Linked DNA regions of Zea mays: all the other regions are linked to region 2. Evidence: chromatin contacts called from public Hi-C data. All regions are on one chromosome and are shown on one strand. Each heading gives the region's core, a stretch centred on a gene start, on an enhancer-like site or on the middle of the called end of the contact. The rest is flanking DNA. Distances are from core to core; before and after follow the strand shown.

Region 1 (4,763 bases), core at 1,932-4,431, 190 kb after region 2:
GAGAGATGTTGGTCGCGGCGGTCCGTGCCTAACTGAAGGCAAGGTAAGGTCCGAGACAAAAGAGGGGAAAAGGATACATGAAAAAGAAGTGAGATGTGACATCTTGAAGGCCTTTGCCATGTTGGGTGCGCTCGCATGGCAGGCATCGTAATAAAGATGTTGGTTTTGTGTGCTGGGTGGGAGATCGCACAGGGAATTGTTTTTTTCATCCCTGGGTTCTCCCGCCCATTGTGTCCCTGTGCCCTGCTTCGTGTTGTTTGGCTTCTCGTCCTACGCTTCATCACCGGTGCTGCTGCAAATTGAACGGCGTTTCTCGTCTCACGGCGTGCTGCAAATTGAACGGGGCTACATCGCAACGCAACACACAAGGTACAAACCGGATCTAAACATTTTCAATTTACAGCGAAGTTAGCAAGTTACTGAAATCACCATCAATCGTTCAAAACTCAGCGCGCCACAAACTTCTACGCCTATACTACGCCATGCATATGCAGTTCATTCACCCAACGCTTATCCCGTAAGGCTATAAAGCACATGCGAAAGGCGTTCATTCACTCTGTAAGGCGTTCTTGTTCTTCACCCAACGCTTCTCGCACGGGGGTCTTCTATTGACCATTGAAGAAAAACATTTGACTGGAGATAGCATCTGGAATATATGAATCTAGTATAACGAACTAGGTCTGAAAATCTGGGCAATTCCAGATTCGATTCTCATGTGAGATGATAAAAACGTCATAATTATCCTGCGTACTAAAAAATATTCGCTAGTTGAGTCGTTCCGGCATATACAAAATTATTAGCTACAGTTGTTCCTGCATGCGTGTAATGTCCTTCGGTGAACTTGTCTGTCATTATCATTTAAAAACGTATCTAGATGCATTACGGAAGATTTTTAGTTTCCTTTGTTATATTTGAGAAGTTATATATTGTATATACAGAGAGATGCAGCTGTGTATTATTTGCTGTAGCTTCGATTGCGAGACGCATGGTTGCAGTCATTTTATTGTAGTTAGTTTATATGATACGTCGTTGTCACCGCATGAAGATTAACTGCTGTGCCATATGAAGACCTCCTGCCTCATCACGGTGTTTGTATATAAGATCAACTGCAGTGCCTACACGGTGGACGGAGTATTTGTATGATGTGAAGGTCACTATTCAGCATCGTCAGTATGAAATGGCTATGGCCTTCAAAGCTTTCTTTCTTGGTCACCGGACAGGGAAGAAATATTCTGCTCAAGCTCACAATTAGATACAAGACATAACTCAGATAAGAGCTTGTTCAACTTGCACTATAGTTCATTTGAGTATTTACCTATTATTGATCTCTTGAGTTGAAGCTAGGTTTCAAGTATCTCCTAAGGATTCGTATATGTGAAAACCAGGGATTCTCTTTTTTTTTTGCACTACAATCTGTGACGTTTTAATATTTGATGACTAGTTGTTCATGCATTGCTATTGTATTTGCATATCCCCTAGGTTTAAGAGCATTTCTAACAAGGTGACTCAATGATGTCTCAAATTTAAAATACTACATTTAAAGTGTTCAGGTCGCCAAAAACAAATTGTGCTTCAACATTTAAGCTTTAATCATGTATCTTAGGAAATAAATTATGTTATTAGAAAAAATGTTTAGAATGATGTAGAAAACAAGGATAGAGCCTTACTCCGAAATTTATAAAATAGGGCACTGTGTTGGAGCTGTTTTTACTGAGTTGCTCTATATTTTAAGGTAGGGTACTGATTTAAAGCACGGTTATAGATGCTTTAAATACAATATTTCAAATTTCCACATATTCTTAACATTTAACTGGAGATATCATGTGGAATATATGAATCAAGTATAAATGAAATTAGTCGCATGCAATTCCGGATTCTCATGAGAGATAATAAAAATATGATAATTATTTGCTAAGTTCAATGACCTAAGTCTTTTACTGCGTACTAAAAAATATTCGCTAGTTGAGTAGTTCCCGCATATTCAAAATTATTAGCTAGTTGAGTTGTTCCTGCATACGTCTAATGTCCTACGGCTGTTTATGCGAACTTGTCTGTGAAGACATTGTACATACAGAGAGATTCAGCTGTGTATTATTTGTTGTAGCTTCGAATGCGAGACGTATGGTTGCAGTCATTTTTATTGTAGTTAGTTTATATGATAAGGCGTTCATTCAGCTGTGTATTATCATTTATCCGGGCGATCAAAGCAATGCAGCATTGCGCGCATGTGTTTAGGGGGCGCTTGCATGAAGTCTTGCGTGCGCACTGCATGCGTGTGTGAAGGGACGGAGGACTACATCTTTATTTTGCAGGATAAGATACTTTTTGCTATAGTCTGGTCCTGTTTGGTTCTTCTAGAACTAATCGTTAGCCTCTAAAATTAGATATAGAGGTTTTAAACACTCACAATTGTCAGCTATTTAACAATTAGTTCATTAACTCGTTAACTGGATTAATCTAGCTATTAGCAATTTGTTAGCTGGCTAACTATTAGCTCTTGGTTCCAAACATAGGCCTTAATTTGAGCTTTCTCCTTTGGGTGAGTTTATTCTTAATGCCTCCTTAAATTTCCCTCTTCTCAAAATCAAAAAATGTATTTACTTTCCAGATGTTTTCCCCTCCTTTTCAAATTAAAGATGTTTTGACTTTCCAGATTTTGGTATGCTTGTAGTTAAATCTACACTGTAGATAAAGAAATGTTTGTGGAGAAGTAAAAATCCCTTATTTGGTCGTCATGGTAAATGGCTGCGGTGGACATGTGCAGTCTCTGGCGACTGATGTTCAGTGATCTTGCTGTTCTATTGTTTGTATATTCGTGTCGGATTGTTAATTCTGAGCAGCCATTGTTTGCAAATTTTTTTGGAGGCTTCACCACATCCATTATCAATCAATAACTCGATTTTGCTCTACGAAGGTATATGTCAATTATCAATAACTCGATTTTTTACTGGTTATTAGATAGTCTTGTTGCATTCTGAAGACCACTGATTGCTGCCATTTGTAACTAGTACTGTTAACCAAGGCGCGTAGAAAATTGTTTGTGTGACCTAATTCTACAAAAAAAAAAATTAAACAAAATTTAAAATTTGTTTTAGATTTTGATCAGCGTTGAAATTTACACACGCCATTAGCCCTGTTTGTCTCCTAACTGTGGATCTTGTCTCAACACGGTGAGGCCCTCACTGGACTGTCCAATACAGCCTTTGACGGAAGGTGGTTCGACTCCACCCAGATCCTTTAGTCTGTATTCTGTGATTCAACCGATTTAAATACATAATACGAGATAGTATTGGGGATTTGAATAGAACTGACTCAATAATTAGCTGCTGTATCCAAAACCCTGCCTTCCATGAAAGAGTACTCGACCTGTTGGGTACATTTTGATCATTTACATTTTATTCCATTTTTGTTCCAAAATTGCTTTATTTTAGTTTCTATATTTAGCAATTTATATACTAAAAAGGAATAAAATGAAGGGACTAAACATTAGTCCCTAGAAACCAAACACCCACTATACCCGGTCAACGGGTCCGAGTGGGGGTGTGCTGATACTCGAATATCTATCAGGGTCGTATCGTATGGAAAGGTATAGATTTGAGAAACTCTTTCTCCATTTGGTATGGATAAACTCTTTCTCCATTTGGTATGGATACGAGAAAGTAGAATCTGAACATGATGATTACCCATAGATAATATCTATCTAGTAAAATTATATATGCAACCCAATAGACAATAAGCCCAACAATTAACTCTAACTCTCCCAACCTTTTTAAGCACCCATCCACCCAACCCAAGAGTATAGCCACCAGCCGCTCTGCCCACCTCTTTTGTGTGGTTAAACAATATTTTCTTGTTAGATAACATATTTATTTGTGATGTATTGTTGTTGGGTATCTTGATGTCATATAAAATATAATATGGTCATGCTTTTTATATAAGAATGAGAATTTATTGGGACTCGATACACGAATGAGGATGGGTATGGGTTATGGAGATGGAGATAGCTATAGCTTCATGTGGATGGGTATGAGATATCTAAACCCGGTGTGGAATTCCTCATTGACATTTCTAGTCCCGAGTGAGGCCTAGACATGACCTGCTAGGTTAATAATCTGTCGGGGTGACCCAATGGGCCTAACGGGCTTAAAACAATATATAATGTTCAAATGACAAAAATATGCTATATATACACACACAAGGGTTTAAACCATAGTCGTTAGCTCTAAATACTTATTTACACCTATATAATATAACCGACAAACAAATATGTTTCTTATGTTTTATACTCATCTAGTATACTAGAAAAGAATGCGCCCTACCGAGCGCTAGACAGTCCATGCAAGTATAAAATAAAATACCACCAATATCACAAAAACTTCTTATTGGTTCCAAAGAGTAATGCCACCAATATTTTATTGCGTCTACTGATGAACATGAAGAGACAATTTCAGTAAATGGGACTAAATGTGAGGAACAATAGGGTACATACAAGATTAATTATATTACATAATGTAGTTTTAGCTACCTTTTTTCTTATTAGTCATTACTTATTTTGCTCCCTCTTTCTCGCTCTAAGAGTGCCTCTCTGAACACTTGTTCATTGTTTCAAACCATGGTCCATGAAGTTTATACTGATGGTGAAATGTTGCAGCATGTACAACAAATATCTAGTTCACCAGTTCCCGGTGGCCACTCCACATTTACTATATTAACAGCGGGAGCAACTCCGACACAAGATTAGGCCACGTCATCTTAAATAACGG
Region 2 (5,018 bases), core at 1,571-4,070:
GACATCTGGTGGGGCGAGGCAGTACTCACGGTATGCTATGTCCTGAACAGGGTACCGCCTCGCAACCGTGAGGCCACGCCCTATGAAGGATTTAAAGGAAGGAAGCCAAATCTTTCACATCTTCGGACTTGGGGCTGCCTTACAAAGGTGAATGTCCCGTTGCCGAATAAGAGAAAGTTAGGCCCTAAGACCGTAGACTGTGTCTTCCTGGGTTATGCACATAACAGTGCAGCTTATAGATTTCTAGTGGTCCATTCCGAGACGAGCGAAGTCGTTGTAAATGTTATAATAGAATCTTGGGATGTACATTCTTTGAGAGCATCTTCCCTATGCGGGATAAGGAAGTAGTAGCCCCAGATGGTCCATCTCGGACATATTCTCTGCCCTCGAGTGTCCATGACCAGACTCCAGATTTGGGGTTAAGGAGGAGTAAGAGACAAAGTACTGAAAAGTCATTGGGTGATGATTATATTATTTATCAAGTGGATGAGGAACCACGCTCCCTCACAGAGGCATATACATCTTCAGATGCAGAGTACTGGAGGGAGGTTGTCTGTAGCGAGGTGGATTCAATCATCTCGAATGAAACTTGGGAGATAACTGATTTCCCAACTGGTTGCAAGCCTGTGGGCTGCAAATGGATCTTTAGGAGAAAGAGGAGACCCGATGGTACTATTGAAAAGTACAATGCCCGTCCTGTGGCTAAGGGTTTTACTCAAAAGAAAGAGGAGGATTATTTTGATACTTATTCTCCCGTGGCTCGATTGCCCACAATTCGTGTGCTTTTGGCGCTGGCTGCTGCTTATAAACTTCATGTTCATCAAATGGATGTAAAGACAACATTTCTAAATGGAGAGCTGGAATAGGAAATTTATATGCAACAACCAGAAGGATTTGTGGTTAAAGAACAAGAGAGCAAAGTGTGTCACTTGATTAAATCCTTATACGGTCTTAAGCAAGCTCCCAGACAATGGCGTGAGAAGTTTAATAATACTCTGACCACTGTCGGGTTTTGTGTAAATGAAGCCGACAAGTGTGTGTATTATCGCTTCTCTGGGGGCAAAGGTGTCATCATGTGTTTATACGTTGATGACATATTGATATTTGGGACCGATTTGGAGGCTATCATGGAGACAAAAGTATTCCTCTCCAAGAACTTTGATATGAAGGACTTGAGTGAAGCTGATGTAATATTGAACATCAACCTAATAAAGGGTGAGGATGGGATTACTTTGTCACAATCCCATTATGTGGAAAAGGTCCGGACTCGCTTTGGACATATGGACTGTAAACCAGTCACCACGCCCTATGATCCATCTTACACACTCAGTAAACATGAAGGCGAGCCTGTGAACCAGCTACTATATTCGCAGATCATCGGATCTCACATGTACCTGAGCAGTGCAACTAGACCAGATATCTCATATGGCATTTATCTAAGTTATATGCTTGTTTTATTCGGAATTAAAATATTTAATATATTTAAATATGAAGGAAGCATGTCACTTATTTCTCTAAAATTACAACAGCTACCACACTGCACAAAAAATAGTGCAGAGCAAGCACTCAAACCCACGTCTCTCTACTCTAGAAATTTGGGGCTAACCAACAGACCACATATACATTAATCTTTAAAATAAACAATAATTATATTTGAAAAAATATCTTAATACATATTTATATGATATATAACAACTATAGCAAAACACGAACAACTTGTTAGTATAAGACTAAGAAGAAACTGCTAATCATATAGGCAAGCAAACTTATTTTTTGATGGTATATATATAAGGAGTAAACTTAGAGATAATGGGTGGTCCAAAGCAAATTCTGTGAACTAAGCTTTCTTGTATTTTTATTACACCGTACCTGATTATAAGCTGTTAACAGATTCAACCTGACCAGCATATTTGATTGGCTCGAGCAATGATTCTCAACCTGCAGCAACCATCGCCCCATCGGGTTGGATGCTGACTGTCGACGAGCCAAATCGTGCGTGGCACGTTCCTAATTTTTAATCTATATCAAATCAAATGTTGATGTTAGTTATAAGTATTAAATAAAATCTAATTTTAAAATTAATTATACAGATATGCAGATATGCACTAAACGGTGTAATATGAATCTAATAAACCTACTATGTATTTAGTTTTATAATTTAACTATATTTAATACTCGTAATAGTCATTCAAACATCTTATATGATACATACTAAACATTGGATGTTTTAATGAATGACCCTAACCTACTCCTTGTGTCGACTAAAATTAATTTTTTTATTAAAGCTCATTTAAATGCACTATAGCTAATAGTTAGTTTGCTAAAAAATATAGTGAAATTAGTTGGCTAACAAATAGCTAGCTAACTATTAGCTAATTTGCTAAAACTAGATAATAGTTTAGCTATTAGATAGACTATTTAGATGTCGTCAGCTAATTATTAGCTCTAGCGCAATCAAACATAGCCTAAGTTTTTGTTTTAAATTTCTAGAGCTAATTATTAATTGACTAATAAGTTGATAGCTAAATTTGCTAGTTAACCATTAGCTAATAAGTAGAAACGACCAAGAGCAATTTGGTTAGCACCACATATTAGCTGGTACGGTTTTAACTGAGTGGAGGTAGCTAACAACTAGTAATAACTATTTAAGAATATAGCTCACAATTAACCGGTCCATTAGTGGACCTGTTATATACCTCTCATAAATTTTAGTTGTTAGAAATTGTTAGTTTTAGAAGTTTGGAATAGGACCTAAATTAAAGGACCCCACAGCTACCTCTGAAAAAACCTATAAGAGCACCACAGAGCTCAGAAGGGGGGACGAAGTGGGGCGCCTAGCTTCTTACTAGTTTTTTTTTTCCTTGCGCAAAGCTTGCACTTGCTGAGAGAGAGGGAGAGAGAAATCCAGAGATAAAGGCGCTTCATTCATTCCCTCTCCTGCTTTCTCTCTCCAACCCATCCGTCCTCTCTCTCCACACATAAAAACCAACGAAGCGGGCGAGTGATCAGGCAGAGGCAGCAGGCAGGAAATAAATTTGAAGAAAGCTAGACCTCTGATCAGCAGGAGCTCATGGGCGCCATGATGGCCTCCATAACCAGCGAGCTCCTCTTCTTCCTTCCCTTCATCCTGCTGGCCCTCCTCGCCTTGTACACCACCACCGTCGCCAAATGCCACGGCACCCACCCGTGGCGCCGTCAGAAGAAGAAGCGGCCCAACCTGCCCCCGGGCGCCCGCGGATGGCCCTTGGTCGGCGAAACTTTCGGCTACCTCCGCGCCCACCCGGCCACCTCCGTGGGCCGCTTCATGGAGCGGCATGTCGCACGGTGCGTCGCCGCCGCCGCTGTCTCTACCTCTGTGCAGACAGCAGACGACATGCATGCACGGTGCAGCGAGCAGCGCGCACCTATCATGCATGGCGCGACATCGATGGAATCAGAATTAGCTCTGAGACCGAGAGCTTGCTTGCTAACGCGGCGACGTCCATGCGTGCATGCAGGTACGGGAAGATATACCGGTCGAGCCTGTTCGGGGAGCGGACGGTGGTGTCGGCGGACGCGGGGCTGAACCGCTACATCCTGCAGAACGAGGGGCGGCTGTTCGAGTGCAGCTACCCGCGCAGCATCGGCGGCATCCTGGGCAAGTGGTCCATGCTGGTGCTCGTGGGCGACGCGCACCGCGAGATGCGCGCTATCTCGCTCAACTTCCTCAGCTCCGTCCGCCTCCGCGCCGTGCTGCTCCCCGAGGTGGAGCGCCACACCCTGCTGGTCCTCCGCTCGTGGCCGCCCTCCGACGGCACCTTCTCCGCCCAGCACGAAGCCAAGAAGGTACGGTACTCATCACCATCCTTCTTCTGACCCTTCAATTTGTCTCCACGCGTAGTACGTACGTGCCACATCAGATCAGTTCTATCTATATATGTGGCTGAATCTATGCAAAGGATCGCCGCTAACAACCGGTGCCCCGGCCGGGATAACAACCGGTGATGGGCGCGCGGCCGGCCGGATGACGAGTGCAGTTCACGTTTAACCTGATGGCGAAGAACATAATGAGCATGGACCCCGGCGAGGAGGAGACGGAGCGGCTGCGGCTGGAGTACATCACCTTCATGAAGGGCGTCGTGTCAGCGCCGCTCAACTTCCCGGGCACGGCCTACTGGAAGGCGCTCAAGGTAGGTCGTCGTCGTCTTCTTCGTCTTCGTTCGTGTATCTCTGACTACATACTACTCTCCCTAGCTGGCAGCTGCTAGTCCCGTACGTGCGCGCGCGTATAATATATGTGTCGACTCTGCAGTCGTCTGCGCGCGGCACACGGATTTTTGTTGCTTCCAAAAATAGGCGGCAACCAACGTTTTCATCAGACGATCGATGCAGCGCACAACAACCACACTACGGCCATGCATCTATCTATATATCTGAATATATGATGCACACGAGCGGAGAGCTAGCTAAAGGGACTAGCTTCTAGGTGTATCTCTCCTGGCCTACTAGCCTGTCAACGTTTTGTTTGGTACTCACACATCTCCCATCAGAAAAACAAAAATACGAAAGCTAGTGCAGAGAGAGGGATAGGTTGTTAAGTTTTTGTTTGGTAGTTTGTGTGTGGGTGGCCTAGCTAAGCTAGGGGCATGGTCCATGGATCAATATATATATATATATATATATATATATATATATATATATATATATATATATATATATATATATATAGTCTATACATGGTAGGCAGGGGCAGGAGCAGCGTGGGGTTTCAGATTTGTGGATGGTCCAAGGATCGCTGTGTTGTTATGCACACGTCCTGCTGCGTCAGGTCCAATCACACAGACCAGTGGATCATCAGCTCTTTCCTGCCACAGGCACTTGGATATATATGCACACATACCGCGCGCCTCATATTGTGTTCTCAGTGGACACTGATGCATCCACAGAATGGGGAAAAAAACACTAGAGATCTAGCTTTTAAATTTAGTTTCTACAGGCATATCTACATGCATGCTGGCTGGGTGAAGTTCTTCTGAAAT
Region 3 (4,826 bases), core at 1,816-4,315, 210 kb before region 2:
TATGCTTGTTTTTCTCTCTTCAGTAATCGTCGAAAATGGTTCATTGTTCATAGCTCAAGCCAACTTAATTTTAACGCAAAAATGTAGCAGTACTTAAAGTTTCATCTGTAATTTATCAATGGATAAGTGAGTTAGAAATAGTATTTATCATTAATAGATTACTTGCCTACATCGCTTTGAAGATACTGGATATTCTTTCAGATATTGGTGAAACCCCATGATGTATCTGTTACAATATGTGATGTGTATATTTTTTCAGATATTAGATCCCTTGATTATCATGAAAGATGCTGGCATTATTCATTGTGATCTAAATCCAGGAAAAAAATTCTTATAGCTCCAACATGAGTTAATTCTTCTCAATGCCAATGTTGGCATTGCAGCATCACAGTAAAACATTGTATTTCTACAGACACTTCCAGTAACTGAACTCTATTTTTTAGTTGTTCCCATAATAGTCAGCCACCTGGTATACTGTTATTGTCTTTCAGATTTCAGACAGCAACCCCTTGCAGCTATCTGAAACTCAGTGTTTGGCCGGGGCGAGGGAGATTGGGAAGGAAGTGGAGGAGAGCGTGCTCCCAACACCGCTAGAGAGTTTTCAGTTTTTTTCTTATATCACGTTCCTAGGAGCTTCGTGTTGTTTGCATGTGTTGATGTATATATAAGGAAATATATCTTTTTGTGTTCTGCCTCTAACCATTCTGAACATGTAATTTTGGATTCTTAATTTATGTATTGGTGCTACTTGGTTATGTTATCAGTTGCTGTTGAGAGGATATATTGATGCTTGACAATTCAAATATTTGTTGCTAACTTGAAGATTGTTATTTTACTTCTCATTGCAGTCTATTCTAGAAAGTGTGAGCCATGGAACAAAGTTGGTTGAAAAAAGAACTACATGCATTTACCCTGTTTTTGGTTTTATCTTATTTTTTCTTTCACATGCTTTATTGTAGGTGGTACGGAGTTCTGTGTATCACAAGAGACATCTAGGTTGACCTCACTCTTCTTAGTGTTCATGCCCACTACGCAAGACAACACCGCAACGCCGATGGAGTTGGAAGATTTCATCAGTTTCGATTGGATCTGGATGAGATGGACTCTGCTTGTAAGGAGAGAGAGAGAGTGCATGGCTTGGGAGGAGCATATTTTTGTTCATCCTTTTCATGAGTCATGTTACCTGCCATGTCAGATTATGTAACTTCAGATATTTCTGTTTTTGTTAGAAAAGTACCAAAATAGTTTCACTTCATGGCTACTCTCAGATGTGTTATTGCTGCTGCCACTAATCATATAAGGGTAACATTGTATTTGTTAGCCAACAATTTTTGAGATATTAAAGTTGGTGATAATATAATTGTTGTTTGTTTCTATGTAATCGTTGTGCACTAATATTTTGCTGAATATTTTATTGTGCCGTTGCAAAGCACGGGCACATACCTAGTAGTAGTATATAAGCTAACACGCACGCAAACACACAAATAGGAATAGCGACGAGCCGATGATGATACGTACTCTATCTGATTTTAAAATTCAGAGAGCATGTGGCCAAATGGAGAGAGAGCGTGATTTGTGGGGGGCCGGCGCATAACGCGCGTTTGATCACATGCAAATGTATGTACCCTACGTCTACGTGGGAACAAGCATGCAGTGGTTAGATAGCAACGAACGATACGCACAGTTAGGCAGCCATGGCGCCTCTTTCGGCACCATCGTCTGTCATGCCTGCGTGCAGCCGTGCAGGTACTCCACAGAGCATTGGTAGCTGGCTGGCTGCATGTCTGGAGTAGTTGCAGGCTGCAGCTACCAACTACTGCAGGGTTTTGTCCAGGAGACGGGGCAGCCGGGCAGGAGTCGTTGATTTCCACGCATTAATGATTGGGCAATTGCTTCAGGAAAAAAAAGATCGGGCAATTGGCAAGCCGCATGCCCCTGCTAGTGCTAGATTCCCTGACCAACCGGTTTGGTGGATGACCCATGGGCATGGGTCAAAGTCAGCTACTCCTGCTTCGAGCGCAATTTCTACCGTAATCCCCACGTTAAGAATACGACTGCGACATATTGCTGGAGAAATTTCGTTTTCGTGGTTAGCAAAAGCAGAGATCCCAGCAAATCCGTCCAGCTCTTTTAGAATAGCCAAAACTGTGACATCAAGCTTTACACGCCATTTGGAAAAAAAACTAGCAGCCAAGTTCGGTAACTAGTAACTGCCCCCCACGAACGATTGAGCTACGTATGCATGACGTAAGTACCCGAAATTATAAAAAAGCAATGTGCAGAACGCTCAATCGAGAAACCGAGGCGTATGCGGAAAGTGAAACCACTCTCAAAGCGGATTAAATTGGGTAGGCAACTAGACCACTACGGGTTTCAGACAACGATCTTACTCTGAAAAAAAAAGAGGATGGAGGTGTTATCACCTGATAATCTGATCTGGTATGATAGGATCCAGTGTTATTAGGCTGTAATGTTGTAGTATACTCGTACATGCCAATTTTCACGATTCTAAGAGACAGTAACATATGCGTATTCGACGTCCAGTTCCTGAGCTACCAAGAACTCTGAACCCTGGAGCACGAGGTCTGCAAATTTACTAGCAGGGAAAGAAATGGTAGCCACCCAAGATGGACTTGACTTACCCGCCAAGCGGAAGAGGAAGAGCTTCAGGAGCCCCAAGATGGCTGCAGCGTCCTGCCGCCTCCTGATCCCCATGCCGACGCGCTGCGCGGTGCTCGCTGCCACCAAATATGGCTACCAGTGGCGAGGGGAGAGAGAGATCGAAGGCGCTGAGGAAAGCAAGGCGAGAGGGTGGGAGGGCGGGAGACGCACGCAAGGACTCGCGCCGTCGCTGGCTGCAGTGCAGGGTGAGGCTGCGGGCAGAGTCTTTCCGCCTACTGCGTGGAATAGAAGACGGAAAAGCGCGCGGCGACACCGTGCCGGTGGCCCGGCCGTGGGCGTGGCAACGACGCCAAGGCGTTGTACGCGCAGTCGACCCCCTGGTCACCGTGTGTCTTTCGCGCGCGCGTATATCTGGAATCTGCCTGCACGAGCTGTGTGTTCCGTGCAGCCACGCCTGTTTGATTCTCTTTTATAGGTAGGTACTGTCATACTGGTCGCCGGGTTGCTTCAGATGTAGACATGTAATGCTCCCCAGCTCGACCGGCGAAAATGGAACCCAAGGACAGGGATCGCTTGCGTCGGAAATCATGGCGGCAGTGCGCGTCGCGCTTTCGTCTTTGCAGAATCCACGGTGGGGGTTCCGGGAATTATTTGCCCGGCCGGGCCGGGAACAGTCGAGTCGCGAGGTCGTCATGATTTGATGGGCAGTTGTTTTGCTCTCCGAGCCTCAGCAGTCAACCTCTTCCACGCTGTGCAGTTACGTGCGTGCCATACAGCCATAGGCAATTAGGCATGGGGTGTCATAAACATGGTTCTGAGGTGGATATTATGCGCGATTACGCTGTGTCGTCTGGGCAGCCACACGTGTAGTTATCGGCGCTAATTAAGTCGAGGTAATGACAGGAGCGCTAATCAACCATACAACCGCGAGATGAGGAGAGGTGAAGAGGAAGATTCATGCGCCATGTGCCAGGCAGGGTGAGAAGGCCACTGAAAAGTGCGTCTCGCCCGCTGATCACTCCAATGGTCTATGGTCTTATGGACTACTGCTCCTACTAGTATGGTGCCCGTGTGTTACAACGGAACACATACTATTCGTTTAATACTTATTACCTGCCCATATCTATGTTCTTCAAATGAAATGGTAGATTGGTTACCTCGTTTAAACAAGATCTATCCATGTGAGGTAACTGGTGGGAACATACATTATTAATCTATGCAACACCAACTATCTATTATAGTGCCCACTGAAGATTACAACATGGTAGACTGATTACCTCATTTAAACAAAATATTCGTTAAATACTTATTACCTGCGCATATCTAGACGACGTAAATAAGATCTATCTAGTATGGTGCCTATGCGTTGCAATAGAACACAAACCACAAACGGCCTTCTGGTAATTACACGGCAAATCAATCGTGTAGGTTGTAACAGTTACCTCTCGAGGTTGGCCTCAGGAAAGTCATGTCTTCGCCTCTCGCTTATAGTTGGCAACGCGACCCGTGACCGCGTCTCCCGCCCAAGGTTGGCCTCGGACAAGGCGTGCCTGCGTCTCCCGTCCAAGGTTGGCCTTGGGCGAGGCCTGACTGCGTCCCCCGCCCGGAGTTGGTCTTGGGCGAGCCGTGACTGCTTCTCCCGCCCGAGATTGGCCTTGGGCGAGGCGTGGCTGCGTATCCCGCCCGTGGTTGGCCTCGGACGAGGCGTGGCTGCGTGTCCCGTCCAAGGTTGGCCTCGGGCGAGGCCTGACTGCGTCCCCGTCTGGGGTTGGTCTCGGGCGAGCCGTGACTGCGTCTCCCGCCCGAGGTTGGCCTCGGACGAGTCGTGACTGCGTCTCCCGCTCGGTGTTGACCGCGGGGGAGACGTGACTGCGTCACTTGCCCGGGGTTGGCCTCAGGGAGCCGTGGCTGCGTCTCCCGCCCGAGGTTGGCCTCGGACGAGGCGTGCCTGCGTGTCCCGTCCAAGGTTGGCCTCGGGCGAGGCCTAACTACGTCCCTGCCCGGGGTTGGTCTCGGGCGAGCCGTGACTGCGTCACCCGCACGAGGTTGGCCTCGGATGAGTCGTGACTGTGTCTCCCGCTCGGTGTTGACCGCGGGGGAGACATGACTGCGTCACTTGCCCGGGGTTGGCCTCGGGGAGCCGTGGCTGCGTCTCCCGCCCGAGGTTAGCCTCGGACGAGGCGTGCCTGCGTGTCCCGTTCAAG

The links. A called contact is a pair of places that touch in the nucleus more often than the background predicts.
Region 1: a contact with region 2 is called in a Hi-C map of leaf, with 4 times the contacts expected there. The contact joins the enhancer-like site here to the promoter of LOC100191562 in region 2. A contact is called at or near these places in 5 of 25 Hi-C or Micro-C datasets (bundle sheath, ear, endosperm and 1 more).
Region 3: a Hi-C map of bundle sheath shows a contact between it and region 2, with 4 times the contacts expected there. The contact joins the promoter of LOC100280934 here to the promoter of LOC100191562 in region 2. A contact is called at or near these places in 2 of 25 Hi-C or Micro-C datasets (bundle sheath and ear).

Annotation. Positions count from the first base shown.
Region 1 is chr1:30,331,784-30,336,546 of Zm-B73-REFERENCE-NAM-5.0, reverse strand. It overlaps the pseudogene LOC109461481. Among protein-coding and RNA genes, the nearest start is that of LOC103633216, 9.9 kb to the right of the region's middle. Within about 2 kb of position 3,181, at least 1 of the 20 cell types and tissues checked has an H3K27ac peak or open chromatin away from gene starts, as enhancers often do. A contact at or near this core is called in leaf, where this site is marked.
Region 2 is chr1:30,520,106-30,525,123 of Zm-B73-REFERENCE-NAM-5.0, reverse strand. LOC100191562 (putative cytochrome P450 superfamily protein) reads left to right here and starts at 2,820. Exons shown (of 8, transcript NM_001365501.1): 1 at 2,820-3,324; 2 at 3,498-3,825; 3 at 4,017-4,169. The coding sequence starts at 3,071.
Region 3 is chr1:30,730,879-30,735,704 of Zm-B73-REFERENCE-NAM-5.0, reverse strand. LOC100280934 reads right to left here and starts at 3,065. Exons shown (of 4, transcript NM_001153854.2): 1 at 2,643-3,065. The coding sequence starts at 2,715. It also overlaps the pseudogene LOC100193668.